3 separate regions of the Mus musculus genome follow, and all the other regions are linked to region 3. A link is a contact called in public HiChIP or PLAC-seq and promoter capture Hi-C data. All regions are on one chromosome and are shown on one strand. Each heading gives the region's core, a stretch centred on a gene start, on an enhancer-like site or on the middle of the called end of the contact. The rest is flanking DNA. Distances are from core to core; before and after follow the strand shown.

Region 1 (2,700 bases), core at 93-2,592, 78 kb after region 3:
GAGCTCTTCACAACCCTTGACTGCTGGCGATATGCTGAGTCAAGGTCTTCTCACTTCTCTTTTTGAAAGTCAAGGCATCAGACCCAGCTCTGCTGTCACAAGCAGCACCTCCCGTCCCGTCCCTAATCGCTTGGTCGCTCCCCAGCACCCACCGGACTCTTACCTTAAAGTCCTGCATTAAGGAGTCGGTTAGCAGTATGTTGTCCAGCTGGTCCTTTGTTTGCTGGAAGAACATAAAGAACGTGAATGCAAGGACTGGGGAAAATACCCAATGTGCATGTCATTTGAATACTTTTCCATTTGTAGAGTTTTGAATTTGTAATCAATTCAAATGCCCTGGCAACTGTGGAAAGGAGAGTTTTAAGAACAGGATTTGACAGTGCTAGAGCCCGGAGTTAAATCAAAGTCCTTCCTCTTGGGATCCAGTTGTTTTTAAAAACTTCTGACTGAATTTAACTGACTGGGAGAAGTTAGACCCAGGCCCGGTCTTCTTTCAGATGAGTCAGATCAGGTTTCAAGAGCACCTGTGTCAACCCTTCCTTTCTGGAGTCCCTTATAGAAAGCCTGTTTTGCATAGCTCTCTGCCTTCTTTGGACCTCCATACCAGTTCCAGGAGCTCTGAAAGGGGAATACTTTTGTAATGCAAGCTCTCTATGCTGGTGCTGCTTCAAACCCCCAAACCTCTGTCCCCCAGATCTAGAGACTACGCAGAGACCACAGACTTTTGTCCTAGCCAGCAAAACATGGAGCCTTATTGGAAACTTAACAGAAAGTTCTTGAGCATGGGAGAGACAATGCATTCACCTCCTAGTTAGCTTTTCGGATGTGCCTGGGTTTAGTTTAACTCATGGCTTTCCCTAGGACTCTCTAGATTTAAGTTTAAGGGTAATAGGTGCTGGAAATAGGGGAGGAGCAGCATGAGGTAAGAGCTGGAGGAGGAAGAGGGAGAGGAGGAAGAAGAGAAGGAGGAGGAAGAGAAGGAGGAGAAAGCAGAGGAGGAGAAAGAGAAGGAGGAGAAGGAGGAGGAGAAGGAGAGCTATTTTTGCAGTTCCATCAGAATGCATATTTCAGGTGATGGCAGGAAGAAAGGCTAGGCGAGCTCATACTTACAAAGAAAGTCTTCACCTGGCTGAAGGCAGTCCGCAGCTCTAGGAGCATGTGGCTCTGGCCGACTGGGAAGTGGGTGCAGTTATTGTCTTCCCGGCTGTACTGGCCCCTGCTGATCCTCATGCCAGTCAGTAAGAGCAGGCAGCATAGCAGTGCTGAGCCAGGCATGATGGAGCTCTCTTTTCTGCAAGGCTGCCTTGTGGCTTTGGTAGTGCAAGAGCAAGTCTCTAAATGTAGACCTCCTGTTCTTGGTCCCCCTTTTATACTGAAGGCTCAGTGGGGCCTTCCTGGCAAAGGTTTTTGTTATTCAGGCTCCTCCTCCCTCTTCTAAACCATGCAATTTTTGAGTTTAATTTCTTTCTTTTTTTTTTTCCTTTCCCTTTTTTTTGCATTGTAAGCGCTAAAGAACTGGTCGGAATGAACTTCTGCATTACAGCTATTTTTAGTATGGGCTACCTCTCTTTTAATTTTTTTTTCTTTTTAGCTTCTCAATACTAAAAGTTGTATTTCCTGAGGCAGACAGCTGTTCTATGTACAGAGGCCCTCATCTGTGGATTCCATTCACGCACTCCCAGGTCATAATGACGTGGATAAATGGGCTATTCCAGAACATATTAGGATTGAGAAATAATTGTTTCCTCCACTCAACCTGGGTTGAACGTCCGATATTTCTTGCTGACTCGGAAGTCACCTTAGCACTCAGTTACCCAAAGGAAACCCCGAGAGGGCTGATTTTCTTCAGACCTCACTCTCTTTAATTCTTCCATCACGTATTCAAGACTATCCTTTGAGGATATGTGTGCTGTGGGGCAGTTGGTCAGAGGAGAGTTCTGGTGCCTCCTCTGCCCCGTGTTTCACGAAGAAGCTCAGATCCCAGCATGAGAAGTTAGGAGAAGGAACTCAGACTTCTGGGAGGCTTGCTCTGTGCTGTCGGGTAGACCTTACCATGGCCCTGTTTTACAATGTCCCAGCCTTGGAGACGTGTAACCTGTAGCTGTTGAAGGATGGAGATGTTAGTACTTCTACAGATACCTGGGAGATCTCTGGTAGTCCTTTGATTATGTCTGGACCTTCCCTTCAGTAGGGACTTCTCCTACTACCTCAGTTTGGGTGGGAAGAACATTCGCCTAGAGTCCCCTATTGCCTTTCATTCTGTACCCTGGGCAAGCAACTACTTGTCCTCCTGGTACCTGTTTTCTGTGTGACCCAAGGGGGGGGGGCAATGCTACACGTCCTGTTGACCAGGGAATGTTTGCTTAAATAAAAGTAGACCCATGTAGAGGGTACACTCCCGGGCTGTCCTTCCTGCATCAGTACGGGGGAGGATCTTCGTTGGCACAGGGTTCCAAGCCTGCCCCATTGGAGAGGGTTACCACACCAGGGCTGGTAGAACAGGAACTCGGGGTTATCTCGTCTTATCTGATGCAGTGGCTGGCAGATCAGGATCAAGGGGGTCTGGCCTCTCCTCCTGACACTCTTCGACGGGAAAAGAATCTTCTAGAAGTTGGAATGGAATTGACTCAAGAACTGCTGCTCCGGTCAGTTCCAGGCTGAGTTTTCTACCAGCAGCAAGCACAGGGAAGGGGACAAGCT
Region 2 (2,700 bases), core at 115-2,614, 110 kb before region 3:
GCTTTTGACTATTTGAGTATCATGTGCTTTGCTGGTGGATGTTTCTTTTGCTTGGGGTTCATTCGCTTTGTTGGCTGTGTGGATTTATGTTGCCCTCAAAATTGGGAAATTTATAGGCATTTCTTCAGGTTTTTCCACCCTCTGACTGCTTTCCTCTGGAGGAGTCCACTTACATATATTATTGTTTGGCTCTCTGCATTTGTTCTACAGCTTACCTCTTTGGTCTTTTTGGAGGTGGTGTTGTTGTTGTTGTTGCTGTTTTCTCTGTTTCCTTGGGGCAGTTACTACCACCATCCTCTGTCCACCATAAAGTGGAGGTGATCTGCCACCTCTAGCTTGTGAACATTCGCATGAATGTGGAAAAGGCAGAGATCCAGCCCAGTCTCTCCTGGCAGACTTGGGAAGCGAGGGAACAGACTGCATCAGATTCCCACCCGGTCTCTTCAGCGTTTGCTTTCTTGGTTCTCATGATTACAATTTAGCCTATGTTTCTGTCCTGACTCGTTTCCTAGAGAAGGAATGGTTCGTCTTTCTCCCAGTGAATTCCAGAAGTGGCCAGACAGGTGCCAGCCCGTCCACATGTGCCACAGGAGAGCCAACTCTCTCTACCTGACTCTGGCTACACTTGGCATACCCTGTGCCGTGGCGTCTGTCAATTCCCTACCATTTCAGAGCCAGCAGTTCTACCTGACCTAACAATTCTCCTGCACCCAGGACCTTCCACACAGGAGCCTCCCAAGGCCACTTTGCCCGGCATAGGGAGAACTCATTCTTGCCGTGCCAGAGCCAGATACCTTCAAAACAGTATAGTACCTGAGAGCCTGCCTCTAAAAAGGGATGGAATTCCAATTCTGTCCCCCGAAAAGCTTGGGAGTCCCTGAGACATTTCTTTGTGCTCCCCACAGCCTGTGAGCAGTGGGCTTCCAAGATGGTCATTCCCGAAGCCCCGAGGTGCATGGCAGCAGGACCTTCCTTTCTGTGGGTAGTACCATGAGGGCTAAAATCTCACAGTAGAAGGCCACCCCACCCCAGATTCTACAAGATTAGCCGCACACTGGATGGGGGACCTGAGGGAGAAAGTTGCTGAACAGAAACGCTCCTGTTCTCTAGTTTCATGAAAGGACAACAAGGGCACAGATTCTAGACCTGACCCCAGCCTGATCATGAGCTCTTCAGGGCTTCAGCTTTTTGGTGTGGGTGGCTGAGTTAATCCAACCGAACTCACAGTCTATATGCATCCAGACTCTGTCGGAGCTCTTAGCCTGGCAGTCAAGCAAGAGAAGCATGGTGTGGGCTAGTGTCTCCGAGAAAGTGAATCTCGAGTGAGTCTAACCTAAATGGTATACAGATGCTTATCTTGTAAGACAGGAAATCGTCTGTGGAAAAACTGAGTAGTCTGCTTTACATGGCCCCATGTCATGCTCAGAAATGCCACCCCAGGGACGGGAGATAGCGGTCTTAAGATTGAACCTAAATAAGACATCTGGGAAAGGATGCTTCTGAGGAAGGTGTGGGACGTGTGGTCATCACTGGGGGACAGGAAGCAGAGGACAGAGGAAGGGGTGTGTGTGTGTGTGTGTGTGTGTGTGTGTGTGTTGAACACATACATCTATGTATGTATGCATGTGGTAGCCAGAGAACAGCCTCAATGCCCATTCCTCAAGAATGCTATTTACCTTATTTCTGTGTGTTGGGGTGGTATGTGCAGGGGAGTATACATAGAATGCTCATGTATGCGTGTGCATGTGCACGAGAGGCCTGGGAAGGGCATCAGATACCTTCCTTGGCCACTCATGACATTAACCCTAACACTCAGTGACTCAGCTGGCCTGGCTGGCCAACAGGCCCAGAGGACCCTCCTGTTTCCTTCTCCCTGGTTCAGGAACATAGGTGCGTGGCATCATGCCAGGCTTGTTATATTGGTGTTGGAGGTTGAACGTAGGTCTCCGTGCTTGTGTGACAAGCCCTTTATTGACTGAGCTGTCTCCCTGACCCCCAGAAGAAGATTTTGACAAACAGAGAGAACACGAGAAGGAAGGATGGCTTCTGGGAATGCAAGTCAAATTTAGCACAGCTGTAAGGAGGGAACTTGGTTGTGGCTGCTGCCTTGATGGTAATGGGCTGAATCTCTGGACCTGTCAGCCAGCCCCAATTAAATGCTGTCCTTTATAAGAGTTGCCTTGGTCATGGTGCCTGTCTGTTCACAGCAATAGAAACCCTCGCTCAGACACTGGGGCTGAGTTAGGAGAGGTGGCTCAGAGGTTAAAAGCACTGGCTCCTCCAGAAGTACTGGGTTAGGTTCCTGACTGTCCAGTGGCAGCCAGCAACCATCTGTAACTTCAGTCCCAAAGACTCCAACACCTGGACTCCAGGGGCACCAGGCACATAGGTGGTGTGCAGACATATGCAGGCAAACACACTAGTCCTTGCCCCCCAGTGTCACTGCTTTTCTGGAACATGCTGAACCCCAGGATGAATATGACAAGGGCTGTGATCTCCTATTAGGATGACGTGTGAACCAGGAGGACAGCCTAGCATCATGTCTTTCATTGCCTGGCCCTGAGTCAGGGGAGTGGGCCACTCACCGTTCACCAAGGGTTTCACAACCTGCGTGGTGCAGGTAGGGCTCTGCACGGCACACTTTGGGCCCAGTCCTGTCCCTGGCCCCATGGGCATGATAAGGCAGATCCCATGTTCTGT
Region 3 (2,700 bases), core at 80-2,579:
CCCTCCCCCCCCCCCCCCCCCCAGTTAGAATTATCACCACAGGGATGAGCGAGAAGTATTGAGCACTGAAAAAGCGCTTGTCTCCTTGATCCATAGTGAGTTGGATCTCAAGAGGGGGCCTACAGTCCTCCACCTGTTCATCTCTGTCTTCCTTGGAACAAGTATCTTCCGGAAATCTAAACAGGGAACAGCAAATGAGTCTTGCCATCCTGGGCTATGTCTCCAACGCCCTTTTCTCAGGGCACTGTCTCGTCTCCAGAGTTTTGTTGGGACATATTAAAGACTTTGTGTGACCATGGGTCAGGTCTCATCTTTAATTTGTCTGTATTAGTAAGTAAACCAGAGCTTTGTATCTATCTTGTTCCTTTGTCTCATTTCTTAACTGCTGTAACAGTCAAACCCTTGTGGATCTCAGCAGTGCTACAGGCCAGTTAGGCCCAGAGATTTGTACTAGAACTAGGTTGCTTCAGGACTACTTATTGGCTATGGCCGCAGGGACCATTTCCCCAACTCTAGAACCATTTCCCAGCCCTTCCCCTTGCTCTATAATCGCAATGAATTAAGAACACAAATGTATAAGTGTACCTCCCAGAGAGACATGAAGTTTGTGGGTATTTTAAGACAGAGTCTGTCTTTGTTGTTCAGGCTGGCCCTGTGACTTGTTATCCTCCTGCTTCAGTCTCCTGCATATAGCCGGGATAACAGGTGGCTAGAGTGCCCCATTCCATCTTGGGTCATTTTGGGTTTATATAAAAATATGTTCGAATTCATAATAATTAAATTGTTCGTGGTATCACAGTAGTACATTCTTCTCAGTGAAAACCAGTAAGTCCATGAGAGAAAAAAAAAGTAAAACTCACAAGTATGTTAAGGAAATTGTTACTATTGCCTGACACCTGATCCTAGGATGAATAGTCTCTCTTATTCCCCCAGTCCTGGCCCCCGGATTCTCGCTCTGCTCGGGTACCCCTCACCCCCCACCCACAGAGTCCACGTAGAAAGATTCTTATCAATTATCCGTTTCTTTCAAAATACATCTCCTCCAATTCTCCGATGACCTGTCTTCTAGATCCAAGCAGCTGGAGGAGTGAGGGTTTTGTTTGAACTATCCAGCAGCTTTTCTTTTGCCCTCCTCCCTTTCCCCTCTGCCCGGCCCGGGTTAAGAACTAGGATGTCTCGATGCCCTCCACAAGCCCGCTTGCTCGCAGTCCCTAAGCTCTCCCGCCACTGGACTTCCTCCCCTTTAAGGCCCACCCCTCCCCCATGTCCACGCCTCCCAGTCAAGCCCCACCCTCGATCCTCCCCTTTAAGGACTAGCCCAGGACGCCGAGCAGCCTGTGACGCGGCCGCCGCCCCCGGGCTGGTACTTCTCGGCGCGGCGATTCCTCCGGCCGGGCCCTGCCGTCCCGCGTTCCCCGGAGCGCACGTCTCCGGGGGGAGGGAGCAGGGCTGGTGGGCGCCCGCGGCGCACAGCGGGACCCACGGGGCCCCGCGACCAGCCGAGCCTGGAGCCGGGCCGGGGCGGGGCAGCCGGCTCCAGCCCGGAGCAAACTTCGCCGCCGGGCGGGGCGTGGCGGGGACCCGGGCCCGAGCCGGAGGAGGGGGCGGCCGCGGCCCCTGCCTCTGCGCGCGAGTCGCCGGGCACCATGCTGTCGGGCTCTCCGGGCCAGACTCCGCCGGCGCCTTTCCCCAGCCCTCCACCGCCAGCCCCGGCCCAGCCGCCGCCGCCGTTCCCCCAGTTCCACGTCAAGTCGGGCCTGCAGATCCGAAAGAACGCCATCACCGACGACTACAAGGTCACCAGCCAAGTGCTTGGCCTGGGCATCAACGGGAAGGTGCTGCGGATCTTCGACAAGAGAACCCAGCAAAAATTCGCCCTAAAGGTAAGTCTGGGCCGCCCGGGATCGCGCTGAGATCCGGTGCAGCTTCCGGTCACCCCGCGAGTGGCCGGCACCCGAGAGGACTCACGGGGACTGCCATGTTGGGGTGTGAGTGGGATCCAGCCTGGTGGCCACTCTTGGGACCCGGACGGCCTCTGCTCGCTTTACCCGGCGCCGAGGACACGGTGGCCTCGTCCTCCCTCCCTCCTTCCTTTCTGCGGGCACAAAAGGCCCTTTACTCATTGAGCTGGTTGGTCGGTCGGTTTGGAGAAGTTCGCTCTCTGAGGTTTCCTTAACCCTACTCCTTATTTGGGAGCCGGAATGTGACTTCGCTCTCCTCGGCCTCGCGAGGTCGGCGCGCAGCGGTGGGGCGCGTCGGCGCGGAGCGGCGCGGCACTGGAGACTGGGGACCCCGCCTCCGTGCCCCGCGATCGTCTGGAACCGCCAGCGCCTGGCCTGCGCTGCCCCTTAGGCTTGCGCCGGGCTGTTTCCATTGCTCCCTCCACCGTAGGAAACCTTGTCTGTAAGCCAGGCTTGGCCTAGTGCTGGTACACTGGTCCCTGGTAGCCGGAGACTCAAAGGCAGGAAATACTATTCCTGCATTTGGGAAACCCACTCTTAATCTCTGTGGGTCTACCCGTCTCTGCTTCTGTCGGTGGTAGTGGAGAATGGGGATTTCAAAAGGTCCAAGTGAAGCAGGGAAGGCTGTCATTCAGGGTCACTGCAAAGTTTTCTTCTCTCAAGGGTTTCAGGTTACACCATATCTCTAAAGGTCACTTGTCAGGTTTCTTTCTCCTGGGGTGTCTCAATGATTGGAGGA

What was found. HiChIP or PLAC-seq counts read pairs in DNA pulled down with a chosen protein or histone mark. Capture Hi-C pulls out chosen DNA fragments and counts their contacts.
Region 1: a promoter capture Hi-C map of adipose tissue shows a contact between it and region 3. The contact joins the promoter of Il10 here to the promoter of Mapkapk2 in region 3. A contact is called at or near these places in 1 of 39 promoter capture datasets (macrophages), 1 of 15 datasets of contacts at CTCF or cohesin (CD8 T cells), 2 of 484 Hi-C or Micro-C datasets (natural killer cells and nephron progenitors), 7 of 115 datasets of contacts at active chromatin or transcription factors (CD8 T cells, the SCID.adh cell line, bone marrow-derived macrophages and 3 more) and 2 of 9 other capture datasets (adipose tissue and pancreatic islet).
Region 2: a contact with region 3 is called in an H3K4me3 HiChIP or PLAC-seq map of the SCID.adh cell line, with 21 read pairs. The contact joins the enhancer-like site here to the promoter of Mapkapk2 in region 3. A contact is called at or near these places in 5 of 39 promoter capture datasets (the HPC-7 cell line, embryonic stem cells, liver and 1 more), 4 of 484 Hi-C or Micro-C datasets (CD4 T cells, CD8 T cells, natural killer cells and 1 more), 14 of 115 datasets of contacts at active chromatin or transcription factors (the 230-238 cell line, CD8 T cells, the HPC-7 cell line and 6 more) and 4 of 9 other capture datasets (adipose tissue, liver, macrophages and 1 more).

What each region holds. Positions count from the first base shown.
Region 1 is chr1:131,018,487-131,021,186 of GRCm38.p6, reverse strand. It overlaps Il10 (interleukin 10), which reads right to left and starts at 1,342. Exons shown (of 5, transcript NM_010548.2): 1 at 1,111-1,342; 2 at 164-223. The coding sequence starts at 1,275.
Region 2 is chr1:131,203,330-131,206,029 of GRCm38.p6, reverse strand. All of the region lies in intron 2 of Rassf5 (Ras association (RalGDS/AF-6) domain family member 5), which reads left to right. Among named protein-coding and RNA genes, the nearest start is that of Gm28913, 40 kb to the left of the region's middle. Within about 2 kb of position 1,364, at least 41 of the 459 cell types and tissues checked have an H3K27ac peak or open chromatin away from gene starts, as enhancers often do. A contact at or near this core is called in CD8 T cells, the SCID.adh cell line, double positive thymocytes and 1 more, where this site is marked.
Region 3 is chr1:131,096,472-131,099,171 of GRCm38.p6, reverse strand. It overlaps Mapkapk2 (MAP kinase-activated protein kinase 2), which reads left to right and starts at 1,329. Exons shown (of 10, transcript NM_008551.2): 1 at 1,329-1,883. The coding sequence starts at 1,647.